Regions from separate parts of the Mus musculus genome. Here regions 1 and 3 are each linked to region 2. Evidence: chromatin contacts called from public Hi-C and promoter capture Hi-C data. All regions are on one chromosome and are shown on one strand. Each heading gives the region's core, a stretch centred on a gene start, on an enhancer-like site or on the middle of the called end of the contact. The rest is flanking DNA. Distances are from core to core; before and after follow the strand shown. Region 1 overlaps Lgi2 (leucine-rich repeat LGI family, member 2). Region 2 holds the start of 8030423F21Rik (RIKEN cDNA 8030423F21 gene). Region 3 has its middle 45 kb from the start of Ccdc149.

Region 1 (3,849 bases), core at 770-3,269, 85 kb after region 2:
AGAGAACACCTTTGCTTCTCACCGCTTGTAGAGGAACCCACAGGGGCATCTCTCAGAGTGCCACCTCTACAGAGCCTGGTACCAGCTTCTCTGTGCTTCCTCACAGGGTGAAGCCATGGCCATTGCTTAGAGTTCAAAAAGCCAAGATATGTGGGGTTTGACTTGGGGGTGGGGCAGGCTGTCAGACCCGGATGAAGCATTTGGGGAGTGAAAAAGACCCTGGTGGGTGGTGCAGCAGGGGTATGAGAGGACCAGCAATCGAGTTTTCTTTTTAAGACAAGTTTATACCAGACTGGAGTCTGCAGCCTTCTGAGTCCTGCGCTATGGGAGGAGATATTTGTTCTGGCCAACTTAACGAAGGAACATAGATGTTCTTGGCATAAGGTGGGAAGCTCTGCTTCATTAATCTTACTGCTCTCTCCCAAGAATCCCTGAAGTTTTAAGCAGTTTCTGCAAAATGCTTTCTTCCAGTAAAATAACAAAACCCACCCACACAGCTATAACAAGAGCCCAAGGCAGAGAAATGCATAGGACTGTCCAGCTGAGGGGGACTGGTCTCTCCTTCCCCCTCCTTCCTGCTCTCCCCCTTCCTCCCTCCCTCCCCCCTCCCTCTCTTCCTTCCTCCCTCCTCATTTCTTCTTTCTTTCCTTCCCAACACCCATGCACTGACATCTGCTCAGCCCGCCCTTTGTCCGTCTCTGCAGCTGGCTTCAGAAGATGATCCCTCCAATCAGTCCTGCGGCTTTAAGGCCATAACCTAAAGCAAGGGTTAGTCCTCAGACTCTGTAGGATCCGCAGTAGATTTCTATAAAGACTAAAAATAAACCTTAGGGCTGACAAGCACTTTGTTCCTGGGCTGTGGATAAGATCAGCTCGCATCCCGGAAGCTTCCTGTCATTCCCGCCTGTGCATCTGTGTTCTGCTCACGTGTCACATGTAGCTCTTTGGTTTACGGAGGGCAGGTGTTATTCTAATTTCATAGAGAAGGAAATAGACACAGAACCGAAGTAGATGGCCTGCCTGAGATTATCCGGTTTTAAGCAGCAAAGCTAGAACTTTCCCGTGGACGACAGGTGCTGCATTTTCTCTTTCTAATGCTCTGCTGTGCCCACCCAAAGTCAGACTCTGTTACCATGACAGTGAAGACAGCAGCAGTTCTTGTAGATTACGTACAAGCAGAATGAAGAGCCAGGGGTGAAAGTCATGCCTGACACACACCGTTCAATCGTCAATGCCATCGAACAACTAGCAAGCACCTCAGAACTGTGGGGCATGCCTAGCCAGGCTTGAGAAAGCCTTCCAGAAGTGGTGGATGGCTTCAGTTGTCTAGCGAGGATTTCTAGCCGGCATGACTGTGTCTTCTCACATATAGCCATGGAGGGAATACTGAGGCTAGACACATCTGGTTCTTGTCATGGTGTCTACCAGATACGATGAGTTCTAGGAGAGAGAAATTAAAAACCCCAACTCAGGAGCAATGGTGAATTGCTCCGGGCCAGTGTTGTGTTCTTCTCGTGGAATGAGGCTGCATGTTTTTAGGGGAAAAAAAATCAATATGAGGTTCTACAAGCTGAGCCTCTGGGAGTGCTCACGATGGAGATTTCTCTGGCTTAGGGGACTCCAGGCAAACCAGAGGAAGGTCTGCAGGAAGGGCTCTGGTTTGCATGCCCCCTAAAGGAAGCCTTGAGCCAGCTTCCCGAGTCTTCTGCAGGAGACTCGCTCCTTGTGTGACTTCACTCCTTGCTTCCTTAGGCAGGGCCAAGGGTTGTGTTCGACAGCGTGCCAGAGCAGAGTCAGCAACCTAGCAGCGGGTGCAAAGAATAGGGTGGTTTAGACCTGGGGCGCCATGGGAAAAGTGGGGGAGGCGTGCAGGGCAGATGGTTTGGGAGTGGATGCTTTGTGGGGGAAGGAGGAATGAGCTTGAAAGAGCAATGATAACTTCCGTTGCCTTAGCAGAGGGTAGGATGGCCAGGCACATCCGTAGCATGCCAATCACTGAACAGCATCCACTGTAATGCTGATTCAGACAACAGTGACATCACTGGGCCACTGGGCTCTCAGCCGAGCACTCTGCTCTTTACCCTGTCTCATTGCTTGCGCCAGCAGCCACCTCTTTCTAGCGGGGAAACTATGCGTTCCCTATCCAACCCCCTGACTATCAGGAATGTATGAGAACTGTGATAAACTAGTCCAATATGCCGTTTGGTACTGTTTTTATGTCTTTTAAATGCACAACTTAGGTGAAATAATACTTTATACGTGTATGGACGTGGATTTTACAGTGGACGGACAATGCTGGATGTGTTTTAAAGCTGTATCTACTTAGCTCTTTTTGGAAAATAGATTGGACACATGATATGCCTCTTGATTCTTCTATATATTCTGTAATCCTGTGAATAAAAAGTAGTAAATGCCTAACACCGCTTTGATCTCTGGTCTACTTTTAAAGAATGGATGCACCCACCGGATGGCAGAGCTGAAGGGTGATACAGAGAGCAGTTGGGGAGGGGGGGTTGGGAGGATGGAGAGGCTTATGTGGCTGCTTTGCTGTTTAAACAGAAGATAGGCACCATGGGGACGGTTTGGTTTTTCACTTGGAAACTAAGAATTTTTCTAAAAGCCATTAAATATTCGCTGAAGAACGTGCTACCTGATCTGTGGTCTCTGAAGCCTGCTGGGTGGTCTGGGGGGCGGTTCAAGAATCTCTCAGGAGCTTGTGGTTACCTGGGACAATTAGAGGGAGGGACCTCAGCCCTCTGTGTGTCTAGGGTCTAAGTGACGCATAGAGGTCTATAACACATGGCTGTCACATGTACCTTAGCCTCAGACCCGTTGGTGTACCTGGACAAAGGAAGGGTCAACAGCCTAATTTACATAACGGAGACAATACCTACTGTGTGCGGAGCACTCTGATGTGCCGTGAAATTTCATAAAAAGTACTTAGGTGTAGTTCACTTGCTCATAGACAGCTGTGTTGCTAGTTGAGCGACAACAACAAATCACTAGGGGTCATAAGTAGACAGATGACTGCCCAGGCCTGACACAGTACCAGCTTTCTATTGCTACAGTTGTACCCCAGTCCCAGGGGCAGGAGCCCAGGCATGGCATAGCTGGTGCCTCTGTTCAAGGTCCCCTAGGACTGTGTGTGGAATCCCCCAGAGAACCAGCTTGTTCACGTCGTAGAATTGACTTTCTCATGATTGGAATGTGGGAGTCCCCATCTCCTTGCTGGCCTTTGGTTGGGGGCCTCATTCAGCACCGAGAGCCCACCCCCAGGCCCCTGCCCTTCTCCGGTGTTCCTTCAGCCCCATATCTGTGGGCTTCTCCAGGTCCTCTGGAGCCCAGAAGAGAAAACCCAACACTTTGGCCTGGTTTTATTGCTTTGATGCAGGTCACAGACTCTGCTCTCATCCCTTGAAGGTCTCTATGAGGACACAGTTTATGGGGACTTCATCAGAACAAGCCCCAACCATCAACTGGCATTCTCTCAGACCCAGGGCAACAGGAGCTGTACATAGAGCTGATTCTTAGGGACAAGGTCATCATGGGCCACAGGAAATACCTTAGTGACAGAAAGATACCAGAGAAAGTCTTTTGGATTCTTATTCTGTTGTTTCATGTTTGTGAAGTGCGGAAAAGAAACATAAATCTCCAAGCCTGCAAGCCTGGAGCTCATTAAGGCAGCGGCAGGTCTTGACACCCTGGTGTGGTTGGTCTTGGATATCTTCGAGGCTTGGCAACCCCAATAGAGGCAAAGACACTTTCCTTCTTCATTCATCAGAGCACTAATTGAAGCTGAACTGTCTGGGAAGAATTGGAGCCCCAAGAGATGTGCCACCGTCACTGATC
Region 2 (4,318 bases), core at 112-2,611:
ATCCAGATGTTCTGGGAGAGCATTACCTAGCTACTCCCTGACCAAGTACCCATGTCTACAGGTCCAGATTCAACCAAGGGTTTTGAGACTTCAAAGATTTGGCTGAGAGATGTCTCCATTCACCACCCAGGTTCTGCCCAGGTCCTCAAAACTTCTTCCCAGGGGTCTTGTTTTGGGCCACTGGGATTCACAGAAATGGATCACGGGGGACACAACAGAATGGGGGAAAACATGGGGGTGTGCCATGCATCTTGAAGACTGTTTGCCAGGGGTGATGTCCACAACATCCACATTGGTCTTTCATTCTCAGAGCTTGTGGCCTTGAGCAGTGGTTGGCCTGCAGGCCTTCTATGCCTTCTATGGCCTCACCCCAGTGCTGTAAGATGGGCAGGACGCTCTGCCCAGGAAACCAGACTTTTGAAGGCTGAGGCACCTGTTCTAGATTCCCAAAGCTGGGGGTGGCAGGTAGGAACTGACTCCAAGTCAGCCGCACTAGCATGCAAAGAAGGGGCCATGTTAGGGTCCAGACATTCCCCTGAGGATCAGGGTGGCAAGGCCCAGTGCCCTCTTCCTTGACAGATGTCAGTGCCTATCTAGCTGCTGGGCTCACCAAAATTTGGAAATATGATTTATACTTGTCTTGATGAATCAGTAAAGTGATCAGGTGGGAAGAAAAAATTCGGTTGAGGGCATTAGGAGAAGGGCTAGGGAACACTCTGACATGTTTGCAATCTTAATGTTTCTTTTTTTCCCATCTATCTCTCTTCCTCTCTCTGCATAATATATCTCCATCTTTCCTCATCTCTCTATTCTTTACCTCTCTCCATCTATCCCTTTCTCTCTCTTTAAAAAAATTATGTGCATAATGTTTCGTCAGTATGTGTGCCTGTGCCTGTGCCTGTGTACCACCGTATCTGAGGATGTCAGAAGAGGGTGTCAGATTCCCTGGGCTTTCAGTTATGGTTAGTTGTGAACCACCATGTGGGTGCTGGGAATCGAACTCAGGTCCTCTGGGAGAGCAGCAGGTGCACTTAACTGCTCTGCCACCTCCCAGTCTTCTTTCCCTGTCCTTATCCCCATCCTCTTTGTCCTTCTATTTTTTTTTTTTTTTATCTCTTCCCATCTCTATTTCTTTATGGCTTCTTCTCATTCCTAATTCTTCTCTTCTCCCCTTCCTCTTCCTCTCCTTTCTCTCCCCCCCCCCCTGCACCCCACCCCGTGTCTGTCTCCAGCCCCACTCCCCCCTTCCCTGCCTGCCCCTTACTTCAAGCATTCAGGGTTTCGCCAGGGGGCTAATCAACATGGGGGGTGGGGCTACACAGCTCTCCGAGTTTATTCACTGAAACAACTCTGTATTACCAGGACTTGTTCGCCGCGAAACTGACTGCTTACGTTTTATGTGGCCATTGATCTTTAATCTGAGTCTGCCTGGAGGTTTCCTATAACATCAGGACTCCCTGGCCCTAGATGTGATTGCACACCGGAGTAAGTGGCGGCCCAGGCTGCTCTTTTCTCATCGGAGCAGCTGAAATGGTTGTATGGTGGGTGGAAAGTGCTGAGGTGTGGGTTCTATAAATAGCTGAGCTTGGTGGCGCGGTCTCCTCGGGGTGCCGGGCGGCGCGGATCTGGGGATGGGGTGCGGGCTGCAGTCGCGGGGGAGGCTGCTATCTATAGCGCGCTATTTTTAGCTGCATCAGCCGAGGAACCTGACAGCCGGTTAATGACTGCCACCCGCCGCGCGTCTGCGCGCCCCGGCTTTGGCACGCCAGGAGCAGCTGCGCCATGCTCAAAGTTGTCGCCTCGGAAAAGGCCTCTCTCCCTGGGAAGCAGGGCTGTTGCAAGAAGGCACTGGGCCTTGCCACCCTGATCCTCGGGGGAATGTCCGGGTTTTAACCACAGCCCCTTCTTTGCACGTTAGTGCAACCTGGAGGGAGACTGCAGAGAGGGGGCGTGCGTGCGGCCTGAGGTGGGCAGGACACAACAGGAGGCAGACCTGAGAGGCCAGAGTGCTCTCCTTGAGCCCTGGGGAAGTCAGACACCTGGCCAGAAGACTGGGGGCGGCCACCTTGACTCAGAGATCATGATTTCCATAGGGAAAAGTCCTGCAGTTTGGAAATGAGATGTCCTTGAGAGATGTGCTGTTACGGTTTTATAGACGTGGTGCTGTGCACACGGAGGCTGAGTGATTTGCTCAGGAACACAGAGCCTGCCACCTCTCTCTGTACCCTCTGCAGCTGCTGCACCCTGTCAAGGGCCTGGTGACAGTGACACTCTGAACAGATCCCACAGCCTCCAAGCAAGTGGCCACTAGCTTATCATTAAGATGGAGTGGGGGCCTGAGAAGGGCCAGGGTCCCTGGTGGGAGGAGACCTGTGGCCATTTCACACAGGGAAGAGGGTCAACATGAAGTCTGAGCCCCTCCTATACTCCTCCTCCATGGCACTGAAGGGTGCGGCAAGCAGCAGGGCTTAGTCACGGTTCTGAGCCCTGTGTTATACAGATTGGCGCAGAGTCCTCCTTGCAATCCTAGAGATGCAGGAGAATCAGTGCTACCATCGCTTTAAAGACGGAGAAGAGAGACACAGAGAGGTTAATTAGTTGTTCAGGGCCATCCACTTAGGAAAGAGGGATTGAAACTGGGGGTCATCTGGCCATTGGCTATCTGTACCCTGAGACTCCCCACTGCCTCTGCATAAAATGCATCTGACTAAATCAACTCAGTGTGGTCAGATTTAAAGGATCTGAGACTCCTCTTCTCCACCCAGTCCCCTCTAAACTCTACAGCCCTAAGATCCAATTCTCACATGCTGATGATGCCCATGGTGGTGATGGGCCTTGGTATCCATAGCAACCAGCGGTGCCATGGTCCAGTCCCCTGGGCTTTATGGTATTCCCAGTCACTCAGGCATCCTTTGGTCACACTCAGGCAGATGGTAGGGGTGACTTGTTCTGAAGTTTCTCATGCTTTTTACCCTCTACTCTCAAGACCAGAAGACTAAACACTTGGTTTGTCTGAAGGCAACACAGCTGGAAGTGGCCCAGGAATCGCAAACATAATTCTGTGTGCTAGTACTATCTCATTATCTTCCTTCTTTCTGCCTGGGATGAATCTAGGTCTCCAGAGTCATAGCAGCTGTCTTATAGCATGGGGGGCGGGCGGGGGGGGGGCACCAGAAAACTGGCTGACAACTTTCTTGGTATTATCATATTCTGGAGTCCAGAAGTGTCCTTCTTATCTTGGGAAAAATACACAGCCGATTTGCTTACATTATCCACACTCCACCTCTGATACTCAAAAGCATTTCTAACACAGGCAACTGTTTGAGGTCTGTGCATGTGAAGTCAGTTTACAAAGTGGAAAGCGGAGAGGCAGAGACCCTGTTGGCTTGGCTGTATGGCCAGTCTCGGTTTGTTGTTCCTGGATGCAGCACTGACAGTCTCCTATCCCGGGAAGCTTCCCAGATCTGGTCATCCATCCTTCCTGCCTTCCCAGGACACAGAGACCCTCCTTCAGCTCCAGAGTCTGCTCTGCTCCTGGATCAGGTTGCAATTGCTAGCTCTCCCCACAAGGCCCAACCACTTCCTGCTGGAAGATCCATCTGCTGATGCAGTGAGCCAGCATTTCAGCTGATGAAACGGACCAGTAACTAGGAGAGGCTCACAGCTGCCACACTTCTTTCTCCAAGAAGGGAGAGCACCCTGGGAATCTGCCTGTGGCAGCATGTGGCCTGAGGAGGAGGTGTCCAGCCCAGATTCAGTCTCCAAGACAGAGCACATGAGGAAGACCCATGGGGCTGGCCTCTGGCTCTGTCCTTGTTTCCACCCTAGCTGCTAACTCCCTGTTTTTGGCTCCCTTCTCCGTCTTCTCCCCCATTCCTCCTCAGCCCCACACAGCCAGTGACTGACAGTATCTACTCTGCGCTTTTACTATCCAAGGCTTCTATTATCTGTGGTCAGCTGGGATCTGGAAGCATTAAGTGGAAAAACCCAGAAATCAAAAGTTCTTGCACCTGGAGTGATGGCTGGGTTGGTTAAATGCCTGAGATGTAAACACTAGGTCTGGAGTTACTCCCCAGCATCCACACTGGGCGTGATGACGTCCATTTGTCCATTTGCAACCCCAGTGCTTGGGGGCTGGAGATAGATGGAGGGAGGTTCACAGCCAGCCAGCCTAGCTTTGTGGGTGAGTTCCAGATCAACCAGAGACCCTGTCTCCAAGGAGACACACGGTGTTCCTGAGGATGATATGCAAGGCAATCATTTGCCTCCACAGGCATGCACACACACAAACATGCACATAGGCATGCCCATGAACAAT
Region 3 (3,864 bases), core at 693-3,192, 100 kb after region 2:
CCAAATAAACAAACAAAATGCAAAATGAATCTGAATTATTCTTTGGGTCTTATCTTTCATAATCTTATACAAAGTAGCAATGAGACACTGTCCCGGTTTGGATGGACAATGCCCACCCCCAATCCCAGGCTAATACATTTAAACACTTGTCAGTTGGTAGTGTTGGATTGTTTGGGTTTTGCAGAGGGCTGGAATGGGGGGTGGGAGTGAAGGGTAGGGGATGGGGCTGTAGTTAGGAGGTGGAGCCTAGCTAGAGGAAGTGAGTGTCCACTGGGTGGGTGGAGGCTTATAGACCACCCTGTTTCTTGTTCCCTCTCTGCCTCATTAGCTACCAAGAAGCCTCCTGATTCTGCTGCCATGGTGGAAACTGTCCCTGTAGCCATGCCTTCAATAGCATGGTGGACTGTGCCTTCAATATATGAGGCAAGCAAATCTTCCCTTCTGGTCTTATATTTACACATAGCAACAAGAAAAGCAGCTGACAACATCTGTGCGGGGATGTAACTTACTCCGTAGAATGTTCACAGAGCAAGCCCAAGGCCCTGGGCGGACACCCAACAAGGCGTAACCTGAATGCAGTGACCTCCTTCTATAATGGAACACAGTTGGGGTTGGGCTTGGATGTAGAGGTTCAAGGTCATCCTCAGCTACATGGCAAGTTTGAGGCTAGCCCTGACCAGCGATCCAGACTCAGGAAAGAAAAAGGAGCGTAACAAATACAGTACCTCTGCCCATATCCAGCAGCACCACTTACACTGCAATACATCCTAGTGGGATCAGTGGTCCCCTTTACTATACTCAGACACGTGGTGACCCTAGGCATCTGTGACCCCAGACACTGCACCAGGCACTACATCTACACTTGGGAAACTTGTTCTCAGTTGGATATTTGAATCCCTTTTCCCTCCATGGGAATGTACATTTCTAAGTATATATATATTTTTTACCGATATATTAATTGCATATTTTCATGAGGGTACAGTGTGACATTTCAGTCGTCAGGGTGATCAGCAGTATGTATCCTTCATCCCAGACAGCTACCATCTTCTTACCATTCCCACCCTCCCTGCCATCAGGGAAAGGGAGGGAGTTGAGGCTGTCATGTGACTGCAGTAGAGATATTGAACGTACAGACAGATCCCTGGAGGCAATCATACAGCACCCAGGACGAGGAAGGTCCCCGAAGATGAAGAAGTGCCCCATTCCAGGACTATTACTGCTATTGTTGGGAGCTTTGCTTTGGTGCTGGAGAAGAGCTCAAAATGGTGCCCGATTTACAGGAAAAGCCTAAAGATGGCAGTGGTCACTGTTACAGTCAGCTATACAGCTGTGTCCTAAAACCACGCCCACATGCATGCATGAACAAATTCATTACAATAAGGTACACAGGTGGGTTCTATGGCTAGTGTGTATTGTGGGTATATACCTATTCGAAGGTGGATGTTTGAGTCTGTAGGGGACTATACCTGCTTTTAGGATATCTGTATACTTATTTCACAGGTCCTCAAATGTACTTTGTAAGTAAGAAATTAAATATTACAACTCCTTTCTACAATTGAGTAAACCAAGCCAGAGAAATCGAACTGCCTGCTCCTGTTCCCACAGCCAGCCTGGCCTCAGAGACTCCTGTCACCCCCCATGGACAGAGATCGTGCATAAACAGCAATTCTGGGGCAACAGGTGTCTATCCTGGGAGTCTGCTCTTAATCTCATCGCCAACACCTGCCACGCCCATCCGGCGGGAAGAACCAGTCTCGGCATCTCAGGGCTCCTCCTGTCCTGGAAACCGGCTGCAGCCAGCCACAAAGAGAAACGTGGAGCGGCAATTGCCGCCTCAACAATGACAAGTGATGAGGCACAATAGGAGGATCGGGCCTGTAATCAGCTTCAAGCTATACTTAGCTATTTACGAGTCCTGCAGCTCGCTCCAGAGCGTGTGAGAGAAGCGCACACCCTCGGCCCAGCGCTTGCTCATCACCGCTGCGCACCATGCGGAAAAGGACCCCTTTGTGACAGCGCCACAAATTACAGCCCAGGCAATCTGAGTTTCAGTTGGTGGATTCTTCTCTCTCCTAAAAGAAAAATCTGTGTTAAGCTTAATTACAGTCTGTCATTACCCGCAATCTTATAATGATCCAAAGTCCCAGGCAAAATGATAATAATAAAAAAGGAAAAGTGAGCGAGGATCAATTCAAATACGAATAGAAAAGATCTAGACAAACGCTGGGGAAGGGAGGTGATGGGGCATTATTCAGAAACAATCGGGAATGAAGACCAGCATCTCCGGAGGTAAACACTTGTTCCGGCTCCATTGTCTGTGTACCAGGCGCAGGGCTCAGCGCTAACTTTCCTCATTCTTGGCATCTTGAATCCCGTCGCTCTGACATTCGCCTTATAAAATGTAGGGAGCAGCTCCTGGGATATGGGAATGCCCATCATCAAAAGACCTAGTTGTAATAGGACAACATCTCTCGCATCCTAAGAAGGATGCCTGAACAGACTGAAAGTGTTCGCTGATTGCGTTCATCTTATGGCAAGAAAAAGGTGGGCAAGGCATAGGGGGAGGTTGACCGACGACACCTTTTAAACCAAGTTTTCTTTTGTCAGTTTTTACTGACCCACGGTGGCTTCCTTCTCAGTTCTAGAAGTCCACTGAGTGCGCCCTCTTGTGGCCGCATAGGAAGTGAAAATGATCTCGTCCCTCCACCCCTCTGCTGAGTAAGTGGGGGCCTAAGCTGATGGAGTTTGAGACTGGGTGCCAAAGAATGGGCAATCAAAAGGTCTCAGAAAGACAAGCCAATCTTCCTGGAACCGGGGTGTGTTCTGGACTCCACAGAACTTTTTGAGACCATGTAGATGTCAAAAGAAATCTTTTCCTGTACTGTTTATCAAATATCTGGAAACAATTATCCCATAGTGCATATATATATATATATATATATATTTGGTTTTTCGAGATAGGGTTTCTCTGTGTAGCCATGGCTGTCCTGGAGCTCACTCTGTAGACCAGGTTGACCTTGAACTCAGAAATTCACCTGCCTCTGCCTCCCAAGTGCTGGGATTAAAGGCGTGTGCCACCATGCCTGGCTATAAAATAATTCTTGATTATTTCCTACATACTGCTTATGAGAATTTCTTACCTGTCAAGAAAAAGTGTAGGGACCTGTTACAGTGAGACTATGAGTAGGAATTCCATCTTGGGGACTAAACATCAACGCACTGGAGTCATGTCTTACTTTTCCATGACCAAGGCATCCTATAGAAGAAAGACTTCTAGGGGTTTTACAGTTCCAGAGGGTTAGAATTCACAATCCTCGTGGTAGGGAGCATGATGGCAGGCAGGCAGGCAGGCAGGCAGGCAGGCAGGCAGGCAGGCAGGCAGACAGGCAAGGCATAGGAGCAGTAGCCAAGAACTGATATCCTGACCCACAAGCGTGAGGAACAGGGAGTGACTAGAGTCTTTCGAAACTCAAAGCCTACCCCCAGTGACCATACCTCTTCTAATGAGAGCCACATGTCCTAATCCTTCCAAAATAGTCTTACTAAGTGAAGTATTCAAATGTCACCTATGAGGAGCGACAGTCTCATTCCAACCACCCCTTTTACTTTCTGGATCCCACAGACTCTTGGCAATATCATAATACAAAATAGTCAAACTTCAAGACTCTCCATAGTCTTTTACTGTGTCAACACTGTTTAAAAGACTCAAGGTAACTGTAACACCCTCCCCCCCGTAAAATCTGCATAGTTCTAACATACAGTGACATAGTATGCATTACCATTCCAAACAAGGAAGAAAGGAGGGGCTGTTAGGAAATATGGAACCAAAGGAGAACCAAAACCCAGCAGGGCACACTGAATCCT

Evidence for each region. Promoter capture Hi-C pulls out the DNA fragments that hold promoters and counts their contacts. A called contact is a pair of places that touch in the nucleus more often than the background predicts.
Region 1: a Hi-C map of cerebral cortex shows a contact between it and region 2, with 2.2 times the contacts expected there. The contact joins the enhancer-like site here to the promoter of 8030423F21Rik in region 2. A contact is called at or near these places in 4 of 39 promoter capture datasets (the 3T3-L1 cell line, hippocampal neurons and liver), 17 of 484 Hi-C or Micro-C datasets (the 3T3-L1 cell line, the G1E-ER4 cell line, the MC3T3-E1 cell line and 9 more) and 1 of 115 datasets of contacts at active chromatin or transcription factors (bone marrow-derived dendritic cells).
Region 3: a contact with region 2 is called in a promoter capture Hi-C map of hippocampal neurons, with 2.3 times the contacts expected there. The contact joins the enhancer-like site here to the promoter of 8030423F21Rik in region 2. A contact is called at or near these places in 6 of 39 promoter capture datasets (the 3T3-L1 cell line, the HPC-7 cell line, hippocampal neurons and 2 more), 12 of 484 Hi-C or Micro-C datasets (the AML12 cell line, cerebellar granule neurons, cerebellum and 7 more) and 2 of 115 datasets of contacts at active chromatin or transcription factors (embryonic stem cells and neural tube).

The regions. Positions count from the first base shown.
Region 1 is chr5:52,532,086-52,535,934 of GRCm38.p6, reverse strand. It overlaps Lgi2 (leucine-rich repeat LGI family, member 2), which reads left to right. Exons shown (of 8, transcript NM_001310604.1): 8 at 1-2,418. Among named protein-coding and RNA genes, the nearest start is that of Lgi2, 32 kb to the left of the region's middle. Within about 2 kb of position 2,019, at least 12 of the 459 cell types and tissues checked have an H3K27ac peak or open chromatin away from gene starts, as enhancers often do. A contact at or near this core is called in cerebral cortex and hippocampal neurons, where this site is marked.
Region 2 is chr5:52,616,054-52,620,371 of GRCm38.p6, reverse strand. It overlaps 8030423F21Rik (RIKEN cDNA 8030423F21 gene), which reads left to right and starts at 1,361. Exons shown (of 3, transcript NR_045738.1): 1 at 1,361-1,485.
Region 3 is chr5:52,514,244-52,518,107 of GRCm38.p6, reverse strand. No RefSeq gene overlaps it. Among named protein-coding and RNA genes, the nearest start is that of Ccdc149, 45 kb to the right of the region's middle. Within about 2 kb of position 1,942, at least 36 of the 459 cell types and tissues checked have an H3K27ac peak or open chromatin away from gene starts, as enhancers often do. A contact at or near this core is called in cerebral cortex, forebrain, hippocampal neurons and 1 more, where this site is marked.